Linked DNA regions of Sus scrofa: region 2 is linked to region 1. Evidence: chromatin contacts called from public promoter capture Hi-C data. All regions are on one chromosome and are shown on one strand. Each heading gives the region's core, a stretch centred on a gene start, on an enhancer-like site or on the middle of the called end of the contact. The rest is flanking DNA. Distances are from core to core; before and after follow the strand shown. Region 1 holds the start of NUAK2 (NUAK family SNF1-like kinase 2). Region 2 holds the start of ELK4 (ETS domain-containing protein Elk-4).

Region 1 (6,046 bases), core at 1,636-4,135:
GGGATTTACATTCTGGTCAAAGGAAGCTGAAGAAGGGGTGGGGAAGGTCTGAGAGGTGCAGGAGATCTTTCCCTAGCCCCCTCCCCATCCCCAGCCACCACCCTCCTCCCTGCAATCATCTGTTTAGCTGGGAATGGAAGGAAATCACTTCAGTCTTTGAATTCCACTGCCCGTGCATTCCTTTGGTTCATAAGCATCTATTGAGTGCCTTTTTTTGTGTGCCTAGCAGTGGGCTAGGTGTTGGGGATAACCAGAAGCTGGATTAAGTCCTAATTAATCTAGACTTCATAAGGGTCTACATTAAGCATGACACAGAATTTTATGCTCATCTGTACGAGCCTTTCATCTTATGAGAAAATGTTGATTCATCAGGCCGACTGTCTCCCATTTTGCTGGTATCAGTCTAAAAGGCCCTGTCTGGGAGTTTCCATTGTGGCTCAGTGGAAAGGAATCCATCTAGTGTCCATGAGGATGCAGGTTCGATCCCTGGCCTCGCTCAGTGGGTTAAGGATCCGGCGTGGCTGTGAGCTGTGGTGTAGGTCGCAGACGCAGCCTGGATCCCACATTGCTGTGGCTCTGATGTCGCCGGCAGCTACAGATCCAATTCGACCCCTAGCCTGGGAAATTCCATAGGTTGTGGGCGTGGCCCTAAAAAGCACAAAAATAAAATAAAATAAAAAATAAAAGGCCCTGTCTGCAGGAAGCTGCCCCAGATCAACCTCTTCCTGTCTGGCCCGGAGGCTCCCTTCTTTATATCCCCCAACAGCATTCTGTTCTCCCCCCATTATGGACACATCTTCCTCTATTAGGATTTGCTTGTTTATTTCTCACTGGATTGAGCACTCTCTGAGGGCAGAGACCTCGTCCATCCTATCCCCATCATATCCATAGGCCAGCACCTAGTGGGCACCAGTATTTGTAGAATGACTAAGTGATTGGTAAAAGGCCATCAAAGGGGTTGGTGTCCATCAGGACTAAAATTCGTGTCTCAACACTCAGCCCTGTGCTTGCTCTTTATTACCCATGCTTCCTCTTGACAGCCCTAATCTATCTGGATGGCCCCAGCTACCTGGACCCTAGGAATGATGTAGATCTAATTGGGGAAAGGAGACAGGTGATCAGGGGAACTGTCCCCTGGGCCTCATTCTCTTTTCACGGGTAACCCAGAGCCAGAGGGGAGGCTGGGGAGAGAAGAGTGCCAAACCGGCTACCACCTCCTATGACCTTCAAGATTTGGGGAAAGAGATTGGTTTCCTGCATAAGAGTGTCCTCTTCTGCCACAAAGGAGGCAAAGGGCCCCATTCTCCATCCCTAACTCACAATAGAAAGGATCAAAGGATCAGTAGAAGTAGGAAAGTAGGCAGATGCTAAATACAAAATTCAATCCCTGAGGATCTGGTCCTTCTTGATCCTCAGGGCATCCTGAATACACAGCTGGAGGCACCATCCTTCTGGTGCTTGTGAATCCCATCTCTGCCAGTTTCTCACCAGTTGTGTGGTCTTGACAGAATAATACCTCCTTCATAGGAGTGGGCTACCATGAAGCCTCAAGGAGAAATGTTCCTTTCTCCCCACACTCTCCACATTTAAAGGAAGAAGGGGAGCCTACGGATATTCTCATTTCACTCTAAATGACACTCAGAATGGGGATTCTGGACCTGGGGATTCTGCCCCAGGTCTTAAAAACCAAGCCACACCTCATGATCTACCTGGCTCCAAAACCACAGAAAGAAAAACTTAGGTGGGCAGCTATTTACTGGTTTAACAACACAAGTTGTATAGGAGGAGTGTATTGTATTTTTTAAATGTTTCCCGGAGTTCCCATCGTGGCTCAGCAGTAACAAGCCTGACTAGTATCCATGAGGATGCAGGTTCAAACCCTGGCTTTGCTCAGTGGGTTGAGGATCCGGTGTTGCTGTGAGCTGTGGTGTAGCTCAAAGACAAGGCTCAGATCCCACAGGGCTGTGGTATAGGCCAGCCTCTGTGGCTCAGATTCAACCCCTAGCCTGGGAAATTCCATATGCTGTGTGCGTGGCCCTGAAAAGACAAAAAAAAAAACAAACATAGCAATGAATAAATATCTCCTTTTGGCTCTCTCTACCTCCTTCCAACATTTCATAAATTCTACCACATTTTGAGAATTTGGTACTTCTACTCAGCCCTAGAAGCCTTCTTTGGTGAAGTACTTTTTGGAACCACATTTTGGGGATACAATTAAGGTTGATCCAACTGAGGAGAGGTGAACTCAAGAACCCTGGAACAGCTCTCCATCAGCCCTTCCTCTTGACTGCAGTCTGTCTCCATCCCATTCCGTCCCTCCTTCCTCCTTATGGCCTTATCCAAGTGGTTAAGTGACTGTATAGATTTCTGCTAGAAAGAAGCAAAGCTCTCAGAACGGAGAAACACGTTGGAGACTTCTAGTACTGTCATATTGCCCCTTGCTAACTGAGAACAGCAAATAGAAGGGGAACAGGTGGCTCTAACCAGGACCAAGAGGTTCTCAGAAGCAAGAGCAGTTTCAGGGGCCCTCAAAGGTTCCGGACCCCAGTAGCGTCAACAGCAGTAGCCTCTCCCCTCCCCCCCTCCGAGTAGCCGCCACTGTTGTCCACTGTTCCTTTGCCTGCCCCTCAGGGGCCCAGGTGGGCGGGGCTCCATTGACACCTTTCCCTGCGGCGCGGAGGGGAGGAGGCGTGGCCGGAGCCAGGGAAGCCAGTGTGGGCGGCCCTGGTTACACGCAGAAGGGAACTGGCCAATGGATGGACACTGGGGGGCGTGGCCAGAGCCTCCGGCTTGGGGCGTTTATAACAACTTGGAATGCGGCGCCTGGTCGTGCGCGCTGGTGTGGCCGTGGGTTCCCGGCCGGGGTGTAAGACGGGTTCCCCAGCTCTACCTCTCCCCGTGCAGCCAATTCCCCCTCTGCCCTCGCTCACCTGCTCGCCATGGAGTCCTTGGCTTTCCCCCGGCGCCTCGGCCCGGGTCCCTCGGCCACCGCTGCCCTGGCAGCGGAGCTTGTTCGGCCTTTGGCCGACGGGCTCCTCAAATCGCCCAAACCCCTGATGAAGAAGCAGGCGGTGAAGCGGCACCACCACAAGCACAACCTGAGACACCGCTACGAGTTCCTGGAGACCCTGGGCAAGGGTACCTACGGGAAAGTGAAGAAGGCTCGGGAGAGCTCGGGGCGCCTGGTAAGTGCACTTCCCTGTCCCGGCGCGCCGTGCCGGGCTCCGGGGCTCTTGGGGTCTCGGGGCTTGGCCGCCAGCGGAGGGTGATGGAGGGTGGGACGAAGGCTAGTGCCTTGCTCCGTGGAGGGGCCCGCATTGTCTTTACTGCACCAAGGTTGCGTATGTGTATGGGTTGCTGGTGGTGTCCGCTGTAGTTCTTCTCTCTGATATTGCAGTGCTAATGGTCATGGACCTGAGAACCCCAACAGCTCAGCATATGATGATTGCCAAATGAGTGAGGCGGGGCGCATAGAGGACGAGGAATAGTGTTCTGTCTTGGGATGAGAAAGCTCCTAAAGAACGAAAATGGGTTTTAAGTGGAATTTTTGCTGGTAACAGACTATCTATCCAATAGACTGGGATGGGAAAGGAAGTAGAAAACACCTGATCTTAGAAGGAGGTTAGTAAAAGTGTGTCGTTGAGTACATGAATGAGGTAACTAATTCCTCAATTAAGTGTGGATAGTTCCGCAGCCCAGCACACTATGGAGATTACCCCCCACACACCACCACCCCATCAGGGGGTGCTAGTGAATTTGACCTTTAGGCCCTTTCCAGCTTTAAGACTGAGTCCAACTTTCATTATGATGGGTTTTTAATTCTGAGAATATGAAACCAAGCTCTGGTGCAAAGTCCACTGTGCGCCTCAGGATACCTTTGGGACTGGGGCCTTTTCAGGTATATGTCTTATTAATTTGGAGGGGGTGTATATATTCTGTGAGCAATTCACTTTATCTCTATGCGCTTGTTTCCCCTTCTGCAAAAATGAAATAAAATAGTCTCAGTCATGGATGCTTATGAGGACCGAATGAGATACAAATATGAATTTAAATTGTTCCTGAGATTGAGAACTGATATTTATATCTGGAAAAGAAGGCCAGCCCTGAAAGGATGGCAAGTTTCACCAAGTTAACAGTGGTTCCCAAACTTGAGTTTATGTACACAGGAATCACATGGGTGCTTGTTTAATAATTCCCTGCTTCCACGCTCAGAGGATTTTACTCAGAAGGTCTGGAAGGGGCCAAATCATCTATATTATAACAAGGCTTTTAGGGCAGGTGGTTTAGGGATTGTTTTGCCAAATCCAGTTGCATGCTGGGTGTGAGATGTGCCTGGATGTGTGTGTGCCCGTGTGTGTGGCCATGGTTTGCCTTATCAGCTATGGCAGCAGTCACCTCCCCAGATTGTTTGCTTTTGCAGCCAGTAGCTGGTTTGAAATTCGAGAAGTCATTTCATTGGCGAAGGAGAGTGGACTCTGGGGAAAGGAGACTGGATTATGGCCCCATCAATAGGACCGAGTATGTTTTTCCTGCTAACGCCTGGCACAGTCCCCAGTTGCCCGCTGCCAGGTTACAGCTATTGGGCAATCATGTACTTCCTGGCTTTCCTTTTCATTCCCTTTCTATAAAGTGTGAGGGCCTCGTCAGGCTCCAGGCTTGAGACTGCTGGGCTCAGGCTTTGTCAGGGGCTCAGCTGGAGGATAACTGCTTGTGGCTTGTGCCTCTTTTGGGGGACAGACTGGATTGGGGGAACTGGGATGGCCTGGAAACTGAGACTGAAGTTCAGAAATCCCACTGAGTTCTTGACCTAGGTCGCTGCATGTGTGTGTGTGTGTGTGTGTGTGAGTGAGAGAGAGAGAGAGAGTGAGGGAGAGAGAAAAAGAGAGATCTCATTGATTCTGGAGTGAGAGAAACCAGCTTTCAGTTTTCAAACCTCATTGGCTGTAGGCAGGGATTCCAGCTCTTATTACATCAGAACAGAGAGAATTCAGAAGGTGCTCTCTGGCCACTTGTACACAGGGAGCCAAGACCAGTAGGAGTGGGAACCTGCCCTAAAGCTCCCTGATCCATAGACGTGCCCCCACCCCACCCCCCGCAACCTTGCCATACTTCTGCTGGGAATCTGCTCAGGGTCTCCCTCCTCCTTGGAGAGCAGCTCCCAACCCTCATGTTTTCTCAGTCTGGGGAGGAGTCCTCTTCTCCACCCCACCCCCATTCCTGCCTCTTCACTCTTCTCCCTGAAGAGGGACCCACCTGGTGCCTTGGGATCTTCAGTGGGGGACGGGGTGTGGGAGCAGCCCACCACCTCCCTCAAAGTGAACGGAGGTTGTTGAGGGGGGACTAGGTTCAGAGGAAAGCCTGCGGGGTGGGGTGTCTTCCATCCCATTTTCTCTCCGCTACATTTCCTATCCCCAGCCTTGCCCAGATGAGATTATCAGGGGCAGATGGGATTGTCTAGAGGGAGGGGCGGGCGGGCAGGACTAATGGCTGCTCCAGGAGGGCATTAAAGGAAAAACAAATATTTGCTCTGGATCTGCTAGCTCGGAGGACGTTCCTGGTATCCAGATGACATTTCCTCTTGTGATTCTTGTAGCTCTCCTGACCACGCCTCCCCCCTCAAACGAAAAACACCTGCTGGGGTCCCTGCAGTGGTGGAGTCTACAAAGGCCTTTAGGATGGTCTGCCTGGAATTCTTTTTTTTTTTTTTTTTTGGTCTTTCTGCCATTTCTTGCACCACTCCCGCGGCATGTGGAGGTTCCCAGGCTAGGGGTCAAATCGGAGCTGTAGCCACTGGCCTACACCACAGCCACAGCAACATGGGATCCGAGCTGCATCTGCAACCTACACCACAGCTCATGGCAACGCCAGATCCTGAACCCACTGAGCAACACCAGGAATCGAACCCAAAACCTCATGGTTCCTAGTCAGATTCGTTAACCACTGAGCCACAACGGGAACTCCTGCCTGTTATTCTTACCTCCACAAGGAGCATAAGGGGAAGCCAAATGGGCAGGGGTGCTACTGTCTCATTTATACATTGGATGGC
Region 2 (6,046 bases), core at 1,446-3,945, 310 kb before region 1:
GTTGGCATGCAGCAGAGTCAAGTTTGGCTCTTTGGAAAATTCTGGAATTTTTTTTCTAGTATTTTTGATCCTCGATTAGTTAAATCTGTGAACATGGAACCCCTGGATACAGAGAGATGACTGTACTAACTTGGGGTAAAGATGAGGCAGTGAAGTAGAAGAGAGGGAAGGGGAAGTTGCCTTAAGAGGAAATGAACATAACTTCTTATTGGGGTAAGAAATGCAACCACACAGGGAACTATATAACTAATCACTTGTGATGGAATGTGATGGAGGATAATGTGAGAAAAAGAATATATGTATATATAGCTGGATCACTTTGCTGTACAGCAGAAAATGTCAGAACACTGTAAATCAACTATAGCAAAACATTTTTAAAAAAGAAATGTAAGTAAATTAGGGGCACTGGGGTGGCTGGGCTGGGACAACTGTAAAGGTTAAACACACAATCTAGGGCAGATCAGGCAGAAAACATGTGTGTAAACAGTCAATAAAATCTACAAATTTTAGGAGTTTCCGTCGTGGCTCAGTGGTTAACGAACCCGACTAGGAACCACGAGGTTGCGGGTTCCGTCCCTGGCCTTGCTCAGTGGGTAAAGGATCCGGCGTTGCCGTGAGCTGTGGTGTAGGTTGCAGAAGCAGCTTGGATCCCGAGTTGCTGTGGCTCTGGAATAGGCCGGCGGCTATAGCTCTGATTCAACCCCTAGCCTGGGAACCTCCATATGCCACAGGAGCAGCCTAAGAAATGGCAAAAAGACCAAAAAAAAAAAAAAAAAAAAAAAAAACCCTGTACAAATTTTATGTGAGATAGCCCTGGGTAGCGAAGGCTAAGAATGGGAATTCATCTATTTGCTGGGAAAATGACCAAACAAGATAGCAAAAAAGCACAGTCTTTTTGGTTGACCAACATACATGCCATGGAGTTTGCAAAAACAGAACCATCTGTTGTGTGAGGAACCATGGAGAGAGATTCTATATTTACAGAATCCTGAGTGGGAAAACCAGGCACATTAATGGACTTTTTAATTTCAATGCACTCCTCTGAAATCCACTTTTCTTCTAGTTTCTCTGCTGTCAACATACAGTGTGTTTAAAAAACAAACAAGACAAAACAGAAAACCCAATCAATTTGAAAGCACACAGACTTGCTATGACTAATTTAGGAACTCCCAAAGTAGGCCCTTTTCCAAAAACACCTCAGAATTGACAATACTGTCAGCCCAGTCTACAGGGTTATGATACAACTACAGACCCTGAGGCTAAATCAGATGTTTACTGCTAGTTTGGGCACAGCAGGGTAGTCTGCAGAGAAGCTCTGAATGCTTAGCTGTTCCAAAATCTTTAACTGGCTTTAAAATAAAATCTTCCTATAAACAAATGTTTCTATTGGGTGCATCTTAAAAAGTCTACCTTAAAAATTCTTATTTCTGGAGTTCCCTGGTGGTTCAGTGGGTTAAGGATCTGGTGTTGTCACTGCTGCAGCTCCGGCCACTGCTGTGGCTCAGGTTTGATCCCTGGCCCAGGAACTTCTGTAAGCCAAAGGCGTGCTCCCCCCCCCCCCAAATCATATTATTTCCTTTTGGTTTCTAAAATGGAAGTTGTTGCAAGGAAAAAACTTGTAGCAGGGGCCAAAACTGCTAGTGCTTTTCAGATATTTCGTGTTCCTTTTAAAACACATCTTAATGAAAATAAGTTTACGATCCTTGGGTAAAATTATTTTAGAAGGGTTAACATCTTCAGAGGGCCGTTGCTTTTCCACGAATAACTGTGTATCACAATTACTCTGTATTATGGTGGAGGAGGTTGGAAATGAAAGGAAGTGATGACTCTTTTCCAAAAGCCTTCAAAGGGATGATAGGATCCCATTTCACTCAGTGAGGTCAACTAATTTCACCACGAATTCAATTGTGGGAATGAGGAGGAGGCAAAATAAATGACGTCACTATTTATTGGGTGTCCACTATGTGCCAGGTAAAATAAAATCACATTTTCTCAGCAATGCCGCACGTTATTTCCGTTTTACATAAGGGGACTGAGGTTCAGAGAGGTTAAGCAATTCACTGCAGGACACACAGCTAGTACATGACCAGGAAAAACAGAGTCTAAGACTTTGGTCTGTCCTTGATTTCCTGTTAAATGGGATATGTAATCCATTTCTTGGAGGTTTTGTTTAGCTGTCTCCACCTTCTGTTGATAAATTCTTCAAGGAGTTTCTCTTATCAAGTGTGACCTGGTTTCTTAAGAATTGTACTTAATGAGAACCTATGCGCTGGACACTCTGAGAAGTCACCTATGTACTTTATCTCTTTTAATCATTAAACCCTAAGAGATTGGGTTCTCTCCATTTTACATATGATGAAACCGTTTGGAGTTAAAGAAAGTTGCTTAAGATTGCCAAGTTAGTGAGAAGTGGAGCTACGACTGAATGTCTCTTGACTCCAACGCCAGAACGAGCTTTCCCAGCGAAAGTTCGGGTCGCGCGCCTCGGCAAATACTTAGCAACTGTTTAGAAGACCGGCGGACAGTGCAAAGCAGGGAACCCCAGGCGGCGCCCTCGCAATGCCTATCCCCGCACCCCGGCCCCCCAAACCCGGAAAGGGGGCGGGGGCGGCTGGCAGCGCCCCTCTGCAGCCCGCCCCTCCCTTCCCGCCCCCGGAAGTGACGCGCGGCGGCTCCGGCGTCCGGGAGGGGCCCAGACGCTACTCGGGGGGGTTTGAGAGTGGCGGCGGCCGCGGAGCTACAGGCAAGCCCGGCAGCGGCGAGAACGCCCCAAGCGCGCGCCCGGCGAGTAGCGGCCTCGACGACCCACGCCGCCGCCGCGTGCGGGGGCGGGGAGGGCGGGGCGCGAGACGCCGCGGCGGGTGCGGCGGCGGCTACAGGAGATGCGGGAGGCTGCGGACACCCGGCGGGCTCTGCTCGGCCGCCGCCGCCTTCTCCGGCTCTGCCGCGAGAGTCGCAGCGGCTGCTGCGCCGTCTTCGAGTTCCCAGCGTGAGGAGGAGGCGGCGGGCGGAGAAGAGCATCGTGTTCGAGGCGGAGACTCGGAGGGAGCCACGCGCGCGGCCTCGGTGAGCGGCCAGCCTCGCGCGCCTCATTTACCCCGAGCCCCCGTCTGGGTCTCGCGGCCGCTGCCTCCAACCGCAGAGAGCGCGGGCGGGGGCGAGGGGCTCGCGACACAACAGGAAGCGAGCGGGCGGGGGCGGGAGCGGGGTTGAGGCGCGCGCTCCCCTGGGGACCCGCCCCCAGCCCGCCCTGCCCGCTCCAGTGGCCCCAGCCCAGAGGCGCGCAGGTGGACGCGGCAGCGCCCCGTTCTCTTCGCCCCTTATTTGGTCCCGCGAGGTCCTCTGGTTAAAAAGGTGGCAGTGGGTTGCTTTTTTTGTTTTTTTGTTTTTTTTCCTTGGGGCGGGGGGAGGGCAACAGGGGAGCGATTCTGACTTTCTGTAGTGACAGGAAGTTGGAAAGTGAAAGTACGGTAATTCAGTGCTTACCCAGGCACGGTGAGGTTGCGGCTCTTCCCCGGGACTTTGATCTCCTCGGGGGCACACGGTCATCCGCGTCTCTTCCTCTCCCCAAGCTCGCTGTTCATCCGGTGTCAAGTTTCATTTCTTTAACTGCTTCTCTCCAGCAAACCTCCTCCCCCTTTACTTTCCGATTAATATACAGCTGCCGCAAGGCTGGTGGCTTCTTCATTCTTCGGAACTGTCTTTTAAGAGCTGAATATTAACTGGCCTTGGCGGGAAAGAAGGGGCAGTCTTGATTGAAGTAGTCGAAAGATAGAGTTGGCTTTTTCCCAGGCTATCACTGTTTGAAGTTCGGGGCATTTAAGTAAAGACCCTGGAGTTTTATTCCGAATCAGAACGGTTCGCGCATCTCTTTGGTTGGTGGATCAGGTCCTCCCTCCCCCTTTGCCATCTCCCACTTACCGCCCCACTGCGTGGAAAACTTGGTGCTGCACTATTTAAGAGTGTCGGTAGTGTTTTAGTTACAACGTATTGTGGTTCTATCTTCCCTTCTCAGGAACTCTCTCTTGACTTTTATTTCAACATTAAAACTGCGTTAAGTGGAATCCATTTAGGGAACTACTGTTTTTAAGTTTAATGGTAACAGTACACTTTTAATATTCTGTTAGTGTAGGATACACAAGGTACTTTTTGACAACGACGATGGTTTTACCTCAAAATTAGTCTTGATACATGTCATAATTGGTTGTTTTATTGAAGCAACCTTCTGAATTTGGAGACATGTATTTTTTGGGTCTTAGCTACTGTTTCTGAAAAATAGTTGGGCTGTGGGGTCACCACAGCAACTAGGCTATGTGTATTGTAAACATGTTTAGGGTGGAAAAGGTTTCATTTAATAGAGACTTCCTTTCCCTAGTGAATTCCTCAGCATGGTCCTTTCATTTTAGCACAGGGATTAATCTCCTATCTTTGAAGCGTTATGTTAGAATCAGTTGTATTTTCCACATTTAACCTCTGAAGAATCAGTTTCCTTCTTTTGGATCAGTTAAGTATTTCTCTCCCACATTATACTTCTAAAAACACTTTTAAAAATGTAACTTTGGGGGAAAATACTGTAATTGTAGAAACACTGAGATTTTTGTGAGAAGAAAAATAAAGGATTTGGGGTTTTTTTGACTGAAGATAACAAAAATAAAAGTGTATTTTTTTACTTTTTTTCACCTTTGTATTTTTAAATAATTGTTTTCTGTAACTTTTTTCCTTTTATTTTTTTATGGCTGAGGAAATCTCTTTTATGGCTAAGAAATTCCATCTTAATAGCACACTTGTAGGAACTAAAATGAAGAGGTTCTACTTAACTATATGCCCAGTGGTTCACCACTCTTTCTTTTTTTTCCCCCCCACTTTTTATAATTTTTTTTTCCATTATAGCTAATTTACAGTGTTCTGTCAATTTTCTACTGCACAGCAGGGTGACCCAGTCACACATACATGTATACGTTCTTTTTTCTCACATTATCGTGCTCCATCACAAGTGACCAGATATAATTCCCAGTGTTATACAGCAGGATCCCATTGCTTATCCATTCCAAAGGCAATAGTTTGCATCTATTAACCCCAAATTCCCATTCCCTCCCAGTCCCTCCCCCTCCCTCTTGGCAACCACAAGTCTGTTCTCCAAGTCCATGATTTCAATTTCTGTGGAAAGGTTCATTTGTGCCATATATTAGATTCCCAATATAAGTGATATCATATGGTATTTCTTTCTCTTTCTGACTTACTTCACTTAGTATGGGAGTCTCTAGTTCCATCCATGTTGGCTGCAAATGGCCTTATTTTGTTCTTTTTTATGGCTGAGTAGTATTCCATTGCGTATAGATACCACATCTTCCTAATCCAGTCATCTGTCGATGGACATTTAGGTTGTTTCCCTGTCTTGGCTGTTGTGAATAGTGCTGCAATGAACACAGGGGTGCAGGTATCTTTTTCAAGGAAAGTTTTGTCTGGATATATGCCCAAGAGTGGGATTGCTGGGTCATAAGATAGTTCTATATATAATTTTCTAAGGTACCTCCATACTGTTTTCCATAGTGGTTGTACCAGTTTACATTCCTACCAGCAGTGCAGGAGGGTTCCCTTTTCTCCACATCCTCTCCAGCATTTGTTATTTGTGGTCAGTCAGATTTATTTTCAGTCAAAGCCAATAAATCAATATCAAAATTGAATGAGTAGAATATTTCTTTAAAGTACCCACTGAAAATGTCAATTTTGTCTCTTTGTTAGTTTCTCCCCGAAGAAAATTCCTTTTCCAGTACTTCAGTCCAAAATCCACAGTGCCCTTTTTCTTTCACAACAATTGTTTAATCCCAGTACGCGCTGTAAAGAAGCTTCGGTGTTTTCCACAGTTAGGTTCTGCCCTGCAATGTCCAGCAGCTCCGCCAGCATGTGGCTCAGTCCATGCTCTCTCCTAATAACCAAAGGGGTGGTGGTGAAAGTTAACCCCTCACCACCCTGGGAACACTTCCTATTTGCTCCGCATAGCACTTGGGTGTTCACCGTGGAGATGTCGATGGTGATTTCTGTCTTT

What was found. Promoter capture Hi-C pulls out the DNA fragments that hold promoters and counts their contacts.
Region 2: a promoter capture Hi-C map of liver shows a contact between it and region 1, with 4 times the contacts expected there. The contact joins the promoter of ELK4 here to the promoter of NUAK2 in region 1. A contact is called at or near these places in 1 of 5 promoter capture datasets (liver) and 1 of 47 Hi-C or Micro-C datasets (liver).

Annotation. Positions count from the first base shown.
Region 1 is chr9:65,998,504-66,004,549 of Sscrofa11.1, reverse strand. It overlaps NUAK2 (NUAK family SNF1-like kinase 2), which reads left to right and starts at 2,885. Exons shown (of 8, transcript XM_003357391.4): 1 at 2,885-3,185. The coding sequence starts at 2,940.
Region 2 is chr9:66,312,888-66,318,933 of Sscrofa11.1, reverse strand. It overlaps ELK4 (ETS domain-containing protein Elk-4), which reads left to right and starts at 2,695. Exons shown (of 5, transcript XM_003357396.4): 1 at 2,695-3,066. It overlaps LOC106504941 (a long non-coding RNA gene), which reads right to left and starts at 3,593. Exons shown (of 4, transcript XR_001298900.2): 1 at 3,487-3,593.